3 separate regions of the Mus musculus genome follow, and all the other regions are linked to region 3. A link is a contact called in public HiChIP or PLAC-seq and promoter capture Hi-C data. All regions are on one chromosome and are shown on one strand. Each heading gives the region's core, a stretch centred on a gene start, on an enhancer-like site or on the middle of the called end of the contact. The rest is flanking DNA. Distances are from core to core; before and after follow the strand shown. Region 1 holds the start of Necab3 (N-terminal EF-hand calcium binding protein 3). Region 2 holds the start of Ggt7 (gamma-glutamyltransferase 7). Region 3 overlaps a (nonagouti).

What was found. Promoter capture Hi-C pulls out the DNA fragments that hold promoters and counts their contacts. HiChIP or PLAC-seq counts read pairs in DNA pulled down with a chosen protein or histone mark.
Region 1: a contact with region 3 is called in an H3K4me3 HiChIP or PLAC-seq map of embryonic limb bud, with 4 times the contacts expected there. The contact joins the promoter of Necab3 here to the enhancer-like site in region 3. A contact is called at or near these places in 4 of 39 promoter capture datasets (erythroid cells, liver and pre-B cells), 1 of 484 Hi-C or Micro-C datasets (brown adipocytes) and 2 of 115 datasets of contacts at active chromatin or transcription factors (bone marrow-derived macrophages and embryonic limb bud).
Region 2: a contact with region 3 is called in a promoter capture Hi-C map of pre-B cells, with 2.6 times the contacts expected there. The contact joins the promoter of Ggt7 here to the enhancer-like site in region 3. A contact is called at or near these places in 1 of 39 promoter capture datasets (pre-B cells), 1 of 115 datasets of contacts at active chromatin or transcription factors (bone marrow-derived macrophages) and 2 of 9 other capture datasets (liver and macrophages).

The regions. Positions count from the first base shown.
Region 1 is chr2:154,557,462-154,561,234 of GRCm38.p6, forward strand. It overlaps Necab3 (N-terminal EF-hand calcium binding protein 3), which reads right to left and starts at 1,392. Exons shown (of 13, transcript NM_021546.3): 1 at 1,277-1,392. The coding sequence starts at 1,378. It overlaps E2f1 (E2F transcription factor 1), which reads right to left. Exons shown (of 7, transcript NM_007891.5): 6 at 3,570-3,773; 7 at 1,939-3,474. The coding sequence ends at 3,227.
Region 2 is chr2:155,512,775-155,517,104 of GRCm38.p6, forward strand. It overlaps Ggt7 (gamma-glutamyltransferase 7), which reads right to left and starts at 2,072. Exons shown (of 15, transcript NM_144786.2): 1 at 1,855-2,072. The coding sequence starts at 2,023.
Region 3 is chr2:155,049,098-155,052,904 of GRCm38.p6, forward strand. a (nonagouti) reads left to right here. Exons shown (of 4, transcript NM_015770.3): 4 at 1,531-1,915. The coding sequence ends at 1,701. Among named protein-coding and RNA genes, the nearest start is that of Gm39965, 5.4 kb to the left of the region's middle. Within about 2 kb of position 1,739, at least 406 of the 459 cell types and tissues checked have an H3K27ac peak or open chromatin away from gene starts, as enhancers often do. A contact at or near this core is called in bone marrow-derived macrophages, brown adipocytes, embryonic limb bud and 4 more, where this site is marked.

The DNA of each region.
Region 1 (3,773 bases), core at 142-2,641, 490 kb before region 3:
ATCTGAATGTTTCCCTCCCCACCCCTCCCCCACCCTGACTTTATGGGTATTCTCCCAAGTCCACACACTATTCTCCACCTACCCTCACTGAACAGGCTCTTTCCCTTGTGCCTGCTTATTTTGGGTGTTCTGGTTTTCCCACTAGTATGTGAGGGAGCAGCTTAGAGTTTAACCCTTTCAGGGCTGGGACCTCTTATAAGGCCAATTCATCATGAAGACTGTGGGCATCTGTGTGTACACATTTGTGTAAGGAACAAGGAGGGTGGCAACGGCCCGTAGATTTTATTTGTAGAGGCAATGATGAAACAGACAAGTTCAAAGCCTAGACAGAACTCATAGAGCCCAGGGTCCTGAATGCTAAACTCTTCCACCCAACTCCCTCAGGGTCACTAGGCTAATCAACCAATATAACCCTTAGGCTGACTCAGAGAAAGGGCTGCTACTGGATTGGGATCACACAGCAGCTCAACGCAGCCGGGCTGGGGTAATTTGGATGGGAGTGGGGCAGGAGAGCTAAGCTTGAATGAAGATACTCCATTCATACCCCAGGGTGCCTCCTGACCTGAAACATGCCTCCTCAGGCTTGAAGGACCATGGTCAAGGTGCTGAGTCACTAGGGCATTGGGGAGGGGGCACAACAGCCTCTTACACTGGCAGGGACTTCTAGAATAGGGGCAGAAGAGAGCCAGGACTTGCTGAGCACATAGTAGAAGGGGGAAAGAGAGGCGCTCAGAGCTAGGGCTCCTGCACTTGGAGTTTTGCCTCTAGCTAGGTAAGGTAGCACAGGAAGATTGCACAGCGATCTGAGACAGGGTAGGATGCTCTACATCTACAAAAGGGGGCTCAAGGCCACCTGCTGCCCATGAGAGGAGTCCCTTACCAACTGTAAGACTCTGCCACCCTTGATCAGGCCTGAGGCTTCCGGGGCAGGACAGAGCTCCTTCAAGGTCTAGGTAGGCTCCCCTGTCCTATCAGCCCAGCCGGGGCTGCCATGGAGCAGGCTGCTGTGACTGAGTGTTGGCAGTCCCCAGCCCCAGTGGACACAATTAGGGTGAGGGGCAGTACTGCTGAGAGACAAGGAGAGACACGGAGCGGCACAGACAGCACAAGAAATGCAATGGCAGGAAGACAAAAAGGCAGGAGGATCACAACAGCAGGGTCACAGATAGTCTAGGAGAGGGACCGAAGCAGGACCAACAGATGTGGAGGGAGAGACAGGGACATGGAAGACTGAGACCTAGGGAGCCTGATGCCCGCCCGCCGGTGCCCCACTCACGTCCTGGAAAAGCGCGTGTCCCGCGGCAGGCGCAGAGTGTCGCGGCTGCTGGGGCGCAGGTGGCCCGAGCAGGCACACAGTAAGCAGCCCGGCGCACGCCATGGCTCGGAGGCTTGCAAGGCTGCGGGTTGCGGTTACCAGGCCGCCCAGGCTGGCTGGGGGCGGGGCGCGCGCCCATTGGCCCAAGCATGGCCCCGCCCCCACCTGGCCTCGGTTTCCCCGCCTGGAAGAGGCTTCCAAAAGGAGTCACCCCAGAAGTCACTGGCAATGACATCTTGCCAGGAGTCCCACAGGAACCGGCGCTCCACCCAGTCGGGTGTGGGCAGGCAAAGCTCTAAGTGCAGGAGCCCTAATAGATCAGACCCACAAGCGTTTTATATCTGGACATCTGCACTTCCCTGTCAAATGAGGATAATAGCCTTCCCCCTTAGCCCCCAGGTTGTAAAGAAGTAAGCTTTGTAGATGCTCAGCTCAGAGGACTTCCATCTATGCTTTAACACAAGTCATGGATTGCCAATCACCCCTTCCTTCTCCCAGATCTCTGCCCCAGCACCTTTCAGGAAACTCTCCCTGGTCTTCTACTTACAAGGCCTATAGGGAGGGAACAGCAGCTGCAAGCGTAGGCCCACGCACATACACACAGGAAAGCATTCGACACAAACACAGTTCACTGTGTTGCATCTTTACTAATGTTCAGAAGGTGCACAGCAAGCTGACTCTGACGCTCCCTCTTCTGTACTTAGGTCCCAAGCATAACTCCCTACCCACCATTGGGTCAGTTTTCTTCTCAAGGGGTTACAAACTGAAAGGAAATTAAGTCAGATAGGAAGAGGGAGTGAACATTCCCTCCAACACTAGCCTCACTCTGGCTGGCGGAGAGTTTCAAACCCAGCCCTAACACCATCAAAACATTTATTAAAATCAAAGCAGGAGGGAACAGAACTGTTAGGAAACAAATCAAAGTGCAGACTGGAGGGTGGGGAGGACAGCAGAGGAGCACTCCAGCCATAGGAAGGACGCATACCCACCCCTCCTGGCCGCAGTCAGCCAAGGCCCTCACGTACCCTCCCCATCTCAGATCCCCTGGATACATGCGGCTGGAGTACTGGTACAAAGGGACTGTTTCTCCAGCCCATCCATGGCTGTCAGTCTGTCTCCCTCTCCCTTTCCCAATAAATAAACTGCTTGGGCCTCAGCAACTCTTGGGTAGGGATCCTGCCCTTGCTTCAGAGAACAGGGACTTAAGGTATCACCCATGCCCCCCACCCTTTGCTTATCCCCCCAGGCTTGCCAGAGGCCTCGATAAATAAATAAACGCTCCATTAAAGCTTCGATCGGAAAACTTTTAAGCAGTGCTCTTGCTGCCCTGCAAACCCAGCCAGGCAAGCTGTACCACCCGGCCTGGCTGACACACAGGATTCTGAAAGCAGGCAGCCACCCTGGGCCTCACAGGGCCCCTGCAGCAAGGACACCAAAAGTGCAGTTAGAGCCCACCCCCACCCCAATGCGCACACATGGATCCATGCACACATGTGGACACACCAGGATGTGTCTGCAGCACACATACAGATGTGTTCACCTTCATTCCCGGGCACACGTGCACATACACATACATACACACACACACACACACACACACACACACACACACACACACACACTCACACACACACACACACACACTCACACACACACACACACACACACACTCAGACACACACCCCAGGCACACAGTGCGCAGTGTGGGGTGCATGCACACACACTGTACAACATCCTTCCCATTTTGGTCTGCTCAATGTGGCAGCAACCAAACCCCAGAGCTAGAAGCTATTGGGACAGAGGGTATGGATCGTGCTATTCCAATGAGGCAGGAAGGATGGCCCAGGGCAGGAGGCTCCAAAGCTGCAGACAGGTGGGCATCTCCAGACACCCTGAATCCCTAGGCTTCTGTCAGAAATCCAGAGGGGTCAGGTCCCCAAAGTCACAGTCAAAGAGATCTCTAATGCCCTCACCCTCCTCGAGACCAAAGTGATAGTCAAGGGCCTCGTGGGGTGGGGAGAGGCTGATGAACTCCCCAGGGAGGAGCCCAGAGAAGTCTTCTTTAACATGCTCCAGGAGTGAGTCAGCAGCCACCAGTGGTGACAGTTGGTCCTCTTCCATAGGGACCCTCAGGTGGCCCATCCGTGGCAATACTGCTTCTGGAGAAAGGAGGCATTACAAGTTAGGAGAGGCCCAGCAGGAGAGGGGCTGCCATGAGTGCCTGCCAAATACTACAAACCCTGGCCCTACCTACCTTGCTCCAGGCCCAACAGGGATTGACTGGGATCCAAGGCTGGGGATGTGGAGGGAGGTGATGGTGGAGGCCCTGCTGGGCCAGAGTCTGCAGTCCGGTCCTCCCCAGAGGATGTCTCCTGGCATGAGGTCTTCCCAGGGCTAATCCCGTCTGCACTCTCCTCCGGGCACAGGAAAACATCAATGGGGCCTTGTTTGCTCTTAA
Region 2 (4,330 bases), core at 822-3,321, 460 kb after region 3:
ATGATCTCAGGCAAGTCCTGAGAACCTTGGTGTCCACCCTTGCGGTCAAGTTTAAGTTCCCGGGAGCTTGGGTAACCAGTCTCTATGCTGAATTTCTAGGCAAGTGTTCTACCGAGTTATACCTCCATCCCCTCTCTGTTGAATTTCCACCCACACCAGTATGATGCCTACACGGAACTCCCCCAAGGCATTCCTGAGGTTTGGGAATTCCATCCCCTATCAGCACTTCATCTTGCCAGCTTCTCCCTTTCATCTATTCATTCAATAATCATTTACTGAGTGCCCAACACTGTGCTGAATTCTGGAGAAAGAATAGTGGATGAAAAAGCCACACTCCCTGCTTTTCGAGGCCTCATAGACAACAGTAAGCCCAAATAAATAACCACAGGCTTTTTAATAAAGCAGTGACCTTTAACGGGGGCCAGAAGAAGACAGATCAAAGGTCCTGCTTTGTTATCTGGATATGCTTTATAGAGGTGGAGGAGAAAAGGAAAGCCCAGTACAGGGTAGGCACACCCACTAAACTGTAGTAAGTCACGGCTGTACTGCTCTTAATCTCTGAATAGAAAACCCAAATTGACCAGGTGGCTGGTGTCAATAGATGACCAGAAGGTTCCACCAGGACATCCTTTCCCACATCCACTCTTGTACCGCCAAGGCTACCCTGCGCCCCCCCCCCAAGAAAATTAGTTTTGACAGGCAGCTCTGACATTTGAGGTCCCAAAGTCTACACAGCCCATTCTTAATCCCATCACAGGTAAAGTGAGATCCAGTCAGGCTGGTGGGTTCTGGTGGTCAGGAAGCAGAGGAGAGGATTTCAGTCGCCAGGCTGGGAGTGACAATGGAAGAGCCAGGCTAGAAAGGGCCGGAGCAGCATCCTCCGGTATAGACAGGGATATAGCTCAAGTGCAGGCACCACCAGGAGGAAGTCAGGGAGCAGAAGAATGCTCTGGTGCCAGGAAGTGACGTTGAAGGAAAGAGGGCAGAGGGATGCTGGATAAAGAATGGTGGGGAGCACAGAGCTGGACCACATGGGCAGGAGAGATAGCAATAGGGGAGGAATACCAACGGATCTCTTGGTCCCCAGCTCCCTCTCTCAAGCCCAGCTTCCTTCCCAAACTCCATCTCCTTCAGTTTCAGCAGAGGGTGGAGAACACAGATCTTGTTGCTGACCAGAAGCTCCTACCGACCTGACTAACATCCGGGCCAGATCCCCATCTCTGGAAGGGGTAGGGTAATCCACAGAACAGCAAAGGCACTGTAGTCCCCAAGGACTTTGAGAGGTCATGCCGTCCATCCCCTTGTCTCCCAATACCCAGAATCCCCAGACAGAGAGGAATCACATTTTCTTTACCCCTCTCTGGACATGAAGAGATAGATTCTCAGCTCTTCTCGGGACACTCTGCTTCCCATAATCCCTGGCTATGGTGAAGTTCTCCTGAAGATCTAGACTCCATCCCGCCTGCTGCAGTCTCCTACTTGGCTTTTCTATCCTGTCCTCTGTGGCTAGAGAAAAGCTTTTACTAGGTGACCACAGCTGTTCTTTAGGCTCTCCCCTCCAGCATCCCTTTTTTCTCAATAGGTTCTTCCTAAAAGGTAATCATAATCTCTCCTGCTGCAGTCCTTGCATCCCCTCCCGTGTCGCATCCTACGCCTCCAAGGCAAAAATACCCCCTTTCCCACCAGACAGTTAACAGGGCTGAGGAAGAAGGGGAGAGGTCCAGGATGCAGAGGATGAATGAAGGAGATGGGAGATTGGAAATGGATGCTCAGAACAGGAGGAGGAGGACCAGGACACCAGCCCCCACCCTCAACCCCCCAAGGCGGGGCAGGGATGGGGCCAGAGGGCCTCACCAGTATCCGGGTCTCCCAAGAAGGCGTCCTCGTCCTTACGGCCCCTCAGTGGGGCCGCAGGCGCTGGCTCGTCCTCCGGCAGCCTCGGGAAGCTGGTGATGCTCATATAGTCCACTGGTGAGTAGGCGCCTAGGGCGCTCTCCTGGCTAGCCTCGTTCTCAGCCGCCATCCTCGCCCTAACCCCCAGCAGCGCAGCGCCTGCCGGAAGTGGCAGTGAAGAGGGGGGTGCGAGGGCGGAGGGCGGGGTCTGAGCTCCTGGACAGCCGGGAGGGGGCGCCCCCACCGTCAGCAGTGTCCTAGTATGACTCGCCCCCGCCTGCTTAAAGTCTACTGATTGCAGCCTGCAGGCAGGTGCAGGAGGATGGGAGCCCAGAGGACAGTGGAAGGTTGCCAGGATGAAGACGCTACTCTGGGATCCTCAAACAATCCCTGGCCCTTCCTCCTTCCAGTCTGAATCCAGCCCAGATTCCATATGCTTCTAGAACCACAGACTGACTTTTGAGCGCAAATTTCTCTTTGATTTCAGATCCTCTTCGGACCACTCACTTCCTGGACTCCAAATTTCTCTGTGGTCGCCAAGATTCCCCTCTTCTGATCTCAAACTACTTTTCCGACCCCACTAAGACTACTTACTCTTCATACCCGCAGTGTTCTTTTTGACTTACGACTCTGACTTCATTTCATCCCAAGATTCCTTTTCAATCTCCAACCCCTACTTCATCCTGACTGCTTTTTCACCTGCAGGCCCCTCTTGAACCTCTCTTTTGATCTCACACTCCTTCCTGTGCCCTCCCTCCCCCAGATTGCTCACATTTCTCTTTTAAACCCCAACTCCTTCTGGAACTGCCCTGATGTATCAGCATAGGAGATTGGCCCTTCCTGAAAGCCCACCCCCAACTTTAAAATCTTTAGAAGCAAATCCTCAGATTCCACTCCAGGAAAAGCGATTCAGTAGGCCAGAGCATGGCCTTTGGAACCTTAATATTCTTTGGCATTTTAAAGAATGCTTGATGTGGTTCTGAAGTTAAAGTAAAAGAAGTAATAATGGTGTGGTAGAGCAGGGCGGTGGGATGGGAAGGATAGACGGCTAAGAACTTAGGAAGTAACTCCTTGGTAGAGTGCTTGTCTGTGTGAGGGTTTGACACACAGCATCAAAAGAAGAAAAAAGGAGAGGAGGAGGAGGAAGAGGAGGAGGAGGAGGAGGAGGAGGAGGAGGAGGAGGAGGAGGAGGAGGAGGAGGAGGAGGAGGAGGAGGAAAGAAACAAAGAAAGAAGAGGGGAAGGTAAGAAGGAGAATGTGTTTCTGTACTTGCCAAGCCCATCTCTGGAACCACTCTCCTAGCTCCAAGAATGATAGTTATAAGTCCAAACTTCTACTATTCAGTCCACAAGTAGGGAGATGGGATTGGTGAAGCTGTGGACACACAATATTCCTTTCTTTCCTGGTCCCTGGCTCCAGGCTCAGTGTGACTTGAACTGTTTTAGCATTTACCATGGATCATGGAGCTGCAGTGCTACTTATAGACAGCAGGGGGCAGCAGTAGATAGGGAACAGTTGCAGGAGAAAGGTTTAGGAAGAATGGAGGGTCAGAGCTGGGCAGTGGAATTGGGAATAAGGGATGGTGGTCTTCAGATCAATAGGCAAACTTATTTATGCCTTCTTCCCCATACAGAGGTTCTTATTGTTGGAGTCTATAGCGATCATTGTTTCTGTGACTCCTTCTATTCCAATGAGAGTTTTGTCGCCAATGAGATCTGTGTGGCCTGAGTGCTGTCCACTCCGTCAGTGTATGTAGAAGGCCCTCAGTGAGGACTGAACCCTCTCATCGGGGTTCAGATATCTTTAGTGAAGTCTTTATCTCCTAGAGGAAAGCCTGTTTCTTAGCCTGGTAATGCCATCTGCATCCTATAAGCAGGGCTTTTCCGAGGGGTCTGAGACCTCCAGAAAAAGCTCTGCCTTCTTAATATAGTTTGTGCAATTTCAATGAAGTGTGTATTTGTTCAGAGGGGTTGATGTCTCCTTGAGAAAGTATCTGTTCCCTCGCTGAGACCCTTGTCTATTCTACAAGGTCTGTATGTGCTTAGTGAGCCTTAAAACCTCCCCTCAGGATTGGGTTGGCTCTGGATCATATGTCTGAGCATGTGTTTTTCAGTTTAGGGTGGGCTAAGCATATGGTCAGTTGGACAAAGATCAGTGTAGCAGGTGAGTTGATGGGTCACAAGCCCTAAGTAGACATTAAATGGCAGGAGCTGGCTGCTTCAGACCTCAGATTCACTCTTGTAGCTAAATAATTAAAGATCCTTGTTTTGACAGTCTGAATTGTAAGATGAGGTAGTCCTTGGTGATAACTGTAGGAAGGAAGTGGAGGGTGTCCTGCTCGGCTTCCTTTTGGGTGAAGAGGATAGAGGGACGCCAGAGGGAAGTAAACTCAATTTGTGGCAGATAGGTGTGTACTTAGGTGAATTAAAGAATGTAA
Region 3 (3,807 bases), core at 489-2,988:
AAGTCAGCTGGATGTTAATATGTGCTAGAGGCTCCTTAACCCTTTAATACAGTTCCTTATGTTGTGGTGACTCCAACCTTAAAATTATTTTAATTACTACTTCATAACTGTGATTTTGTTACTGTTATGAATTATAATGCAAATATCTGTGTTTTCCGGTGGTCTTAGGCAACCCCTGTGAAAGGGTTATTAGGACCCCGTAGGGGTTCTTGACCCACAAGTTGAAACAGGCTACTAAAACACACTTTGTTAAAAGGCAGTTAGAATGCCTTGAAAAAAGCAATTAAGGACATGCTAGGACCAAACAGAGCCTTCCAAACCGAAACAGACAGAAAAAAGAATGCTTTCTCGCTGACTGAGGACCATTTCATGTTTTTGTACCTATACCTAAAATCATACTACGATAATACAGGTTCCTACACTCTGATAAATAGCAGATTGAGGCATTGTTGAAATGCACATACTATTCCTGTGTAGTGTGGCTCAATTAATTGGATCAACTATAACCAAAGCAGGGAGCACTGAACAAAATACATATACATGCTAGGTGCTGGCAATACAGCAGTAAACAAGAGATTATAGCTGTGTGGAGCTTACGTCTGAGTGGGGAAACCAGCCTTCAAGTAAATCAATAAAGAAATCTAAAGTCTTATATGATACATACTGTAAAGGAATTAAAGCATGGGGAAAGCCTAGAGAAGTAGCATTAAACAAAAAAAATTAGTAATCTAGAGCAATGTCCAGTAGAAACACAGTATAAGCCATAAATGTATAATTTTGTATTTTCTAATAGCTGCCTTAAAAGACTAACAATATTTAAAACTCGGTATAAAGTATTACTATTTCAACATCTAAAAATTTTTTTAAAGTTACTTTTGTGCAGTCTTTAAAATCTGGTAAATAGCTGTCACTGCACACATCAATTCCAACGCTAAATGTGGACCTAGTATTTATGTTTAACAGGAAAATATATGTTTACGTTACACTTAAATAGAAAACTCGGTTCCTCAGCACACAGGACCTGACTACCAGTGCTAGAATGTCTCTAGGCTATGGGGTAGCTAGCCCAAAGGACAGATGCCAAACACAGGAGTCCTCCAGGGCCAAAAGGAAGTTTGTTTCTCCCTAGAGAAATCACTGGGAGCCCTTAAGCGGACGATGAGGTCATAGGAAGGGCCTTCTTTGGCCACTGGAGGATGTTAACTCTAGAGGACAGGGTGGCTAAGGGAAAGAAGACAGTGAGTGGCCTAACCCAGGGGCAATGGATAACACGGATGGTGACAGGCTTCAAACCGGAAGGTTGTTTAAAATTGGGGCTAAGTGGGGCCTAAGAAAAGGGCCAGGTCAGAGCTAGGTAAGCTTGAAGATGAAGGCGATGTGCAGGTTGGGGTGGAGGGCAAGGACCCACTGGGATGCCCTGTGTGCATGAAAAAAAAGGGGGGCAGAGGTCTCTGGTCCTGGACCTCCACAGTACATGAGCATCGCAGGATGGCGTAGCCCGTTCAGTAGTCCTCAACGTCTCTCCTACAGAAAAAGGCTTCGATGAAGAAGGTGGCAAGGCCCCCGCCACCTTCGCCCTGCGTGGCCACCCGCGACAGCTGCAAGCCACCCGCACCCGCCTGCTGCGACCCGTGCGCCTCCTGCCAGTGCCGTTTCTTCGGCAGCGCCTGCACCTGTCGAGTACTCAACCCCAACTGCTGACGCAGCTTCTTCGCTGCGCGCGCAGCTTCGGGAACGGGTGATTGGGCGGGGCTTCAGGGTCCCGCGCTTCTAGGCTGAGGGGCGGGTCTCTGTGGGTGGGGCTTGTGGGTGGGCGTGGTCAGTGGTTGTGACTTGTGGGCGCTTTCAAAAAACCGGTTTTCTAGGAAACCTAGTGGAAGCTAAAATCAGAATACAATAATATTTTTAGGCTGCCGAGGAAGTGTGACTATTTCTTTTAAAAGCCGAAAGCTTCCGGCCGCTTTCCATTATAGAGTCTGGTCCTTGCGGATACCCCGCAGTCTGCGCACGCGCCAGCCACTCTTGCCCATAGGGAAACTACATAGCGCCTACAGCTGCTCGCGTGGTTGCTGTTGCTGCATCTTAGGGATGGGCACAATGTTGGCAGTTCCTTCCAGTCTGCCAGTGTCTAGGCTGCCTCCAAACTAAGGGAAAGAAGCCATTAGGGAACCACCTTCCAGTCTTTTCACCCATTCTCTTAAGCGGGAGCACAAAAATCTTAAGATGTTCAGAATTCCATTAGCAGTCTCAGCCGGGTGGGCGAGGGGAGGCGGGACCGTGCATTTGCAATGGCTTTCTAAATCCAAAAGGATTTGGGTTGAGGATTCCAGAACTTTTAAGAGGCTCTCAATCAAAGTCACCACCCAAACCCACTCCTCTTTTAGTCACAAGGGCACACGGATGTTTGGACCTGAGAGTTTTTCTTACGCCAGGCAGTAGTCCCAGCCTTTTTTTTTTTAATTCTAAAAATCTTGAGCTTAGACTCCCAAAGACACAAAATTTTAGATAGCCTTCCTCAATCTTCACCCTAGTTCCGTTGACCAGTAAGAAAGTGTGGGGGTTGGGAGTGGGGATGGGGCTGAAAAGCAGCAATCGAGCGAAATTATTAAGGACCAATTGCCAAAAATGTTCCAGACTGTTTCCTGAAGTCCCTCAGAGTCTCAGTCTGTAAGAAGCTGAGGTGTGGTGATGTAATTTTGAAAGAACTGCGCGAGGTAGAACACTCGCAGGAAGGAGTCAAGAGTTTGGGAAGCAGGGCTCGGTAAGGAAGGACCAGCAGGGAGGGGCAAATGGACGCCCTTTGAGACTAGAGGAAGGGCTATAGACAATGTCGTCTACTTGTGGAGGAGGCTATGGAGCTGTGCACATAGTGCTAGGAAGAAAGGCTGAGAAGAAAGTGTGCAGCACAGAGCTCCTTCCCTAGTCTAAGTTGCCCCTACTCTACCCCTGCAAATTACTACACTAGCAATACCAAAAGAAAACAAAAAGGCCTGACCACCCCCACCCCCAAAAAAGATTCCATAGAGAAGTTATCTTATCTCAGCACTGATAACTAGAGAGGGGGAGGGAGCAAGAGGGGTGTGTTTGTGTGTGTGTGTGTGTGTGTGTGTGTGTGTGTGTGTGTGTACAGTGAGGCATAAGGTCTGATACAGGATCAGTCTTTCAGGCCTTTGTGTCTGTTTGCCATTATTCTTTCAAATGCCTTAAACAGGCTGACAAGATGGCTCACAAGCATGCCAAGCCCCATGTAAAAGAGACTCCAGAGATGTCTAACTGCTACAATATACATGCACTCTCAAACACATCATACAAAAATATCTATGATAAATACAAATTTATTTATCTCCTTCAGATCCCCCTTCTTGCCTCCGACCTTCCCAAATAAAGACCCAGGTTGTGCCTTTGGTGGCATACTTACTAGTGTGGAAACAATGGAAGCCAACACCTTTACCGAACCACCACCTGGACAGGACACAAGAAAAGACAGGTGGTCCAGGCAAAGCTGCCTACACAGTGCTGACCCTGGGAAAGTCCTTGTGTGTCTCCCTGAGCTGTCTTATACTTATCTTTAAAATGAGAAACACTAATTCCTGCTGTTCTTGTAAAACTCCAGGAAGTTGTTATTTCTCTATGCCTTAACACAGCTACACACACACACTCACAGAGAACCTGCCAGTTGCTTGTTCTGTTTTCTGTCATTTGGCCTGCAAACCCAGAAGGCAAGAACATTTTGTTCCTTGCATGACAGCTGCTGCTGAGTAAGTGTCACCAGTAATGAGAATATTGGGAACACATTGCAACAACTGT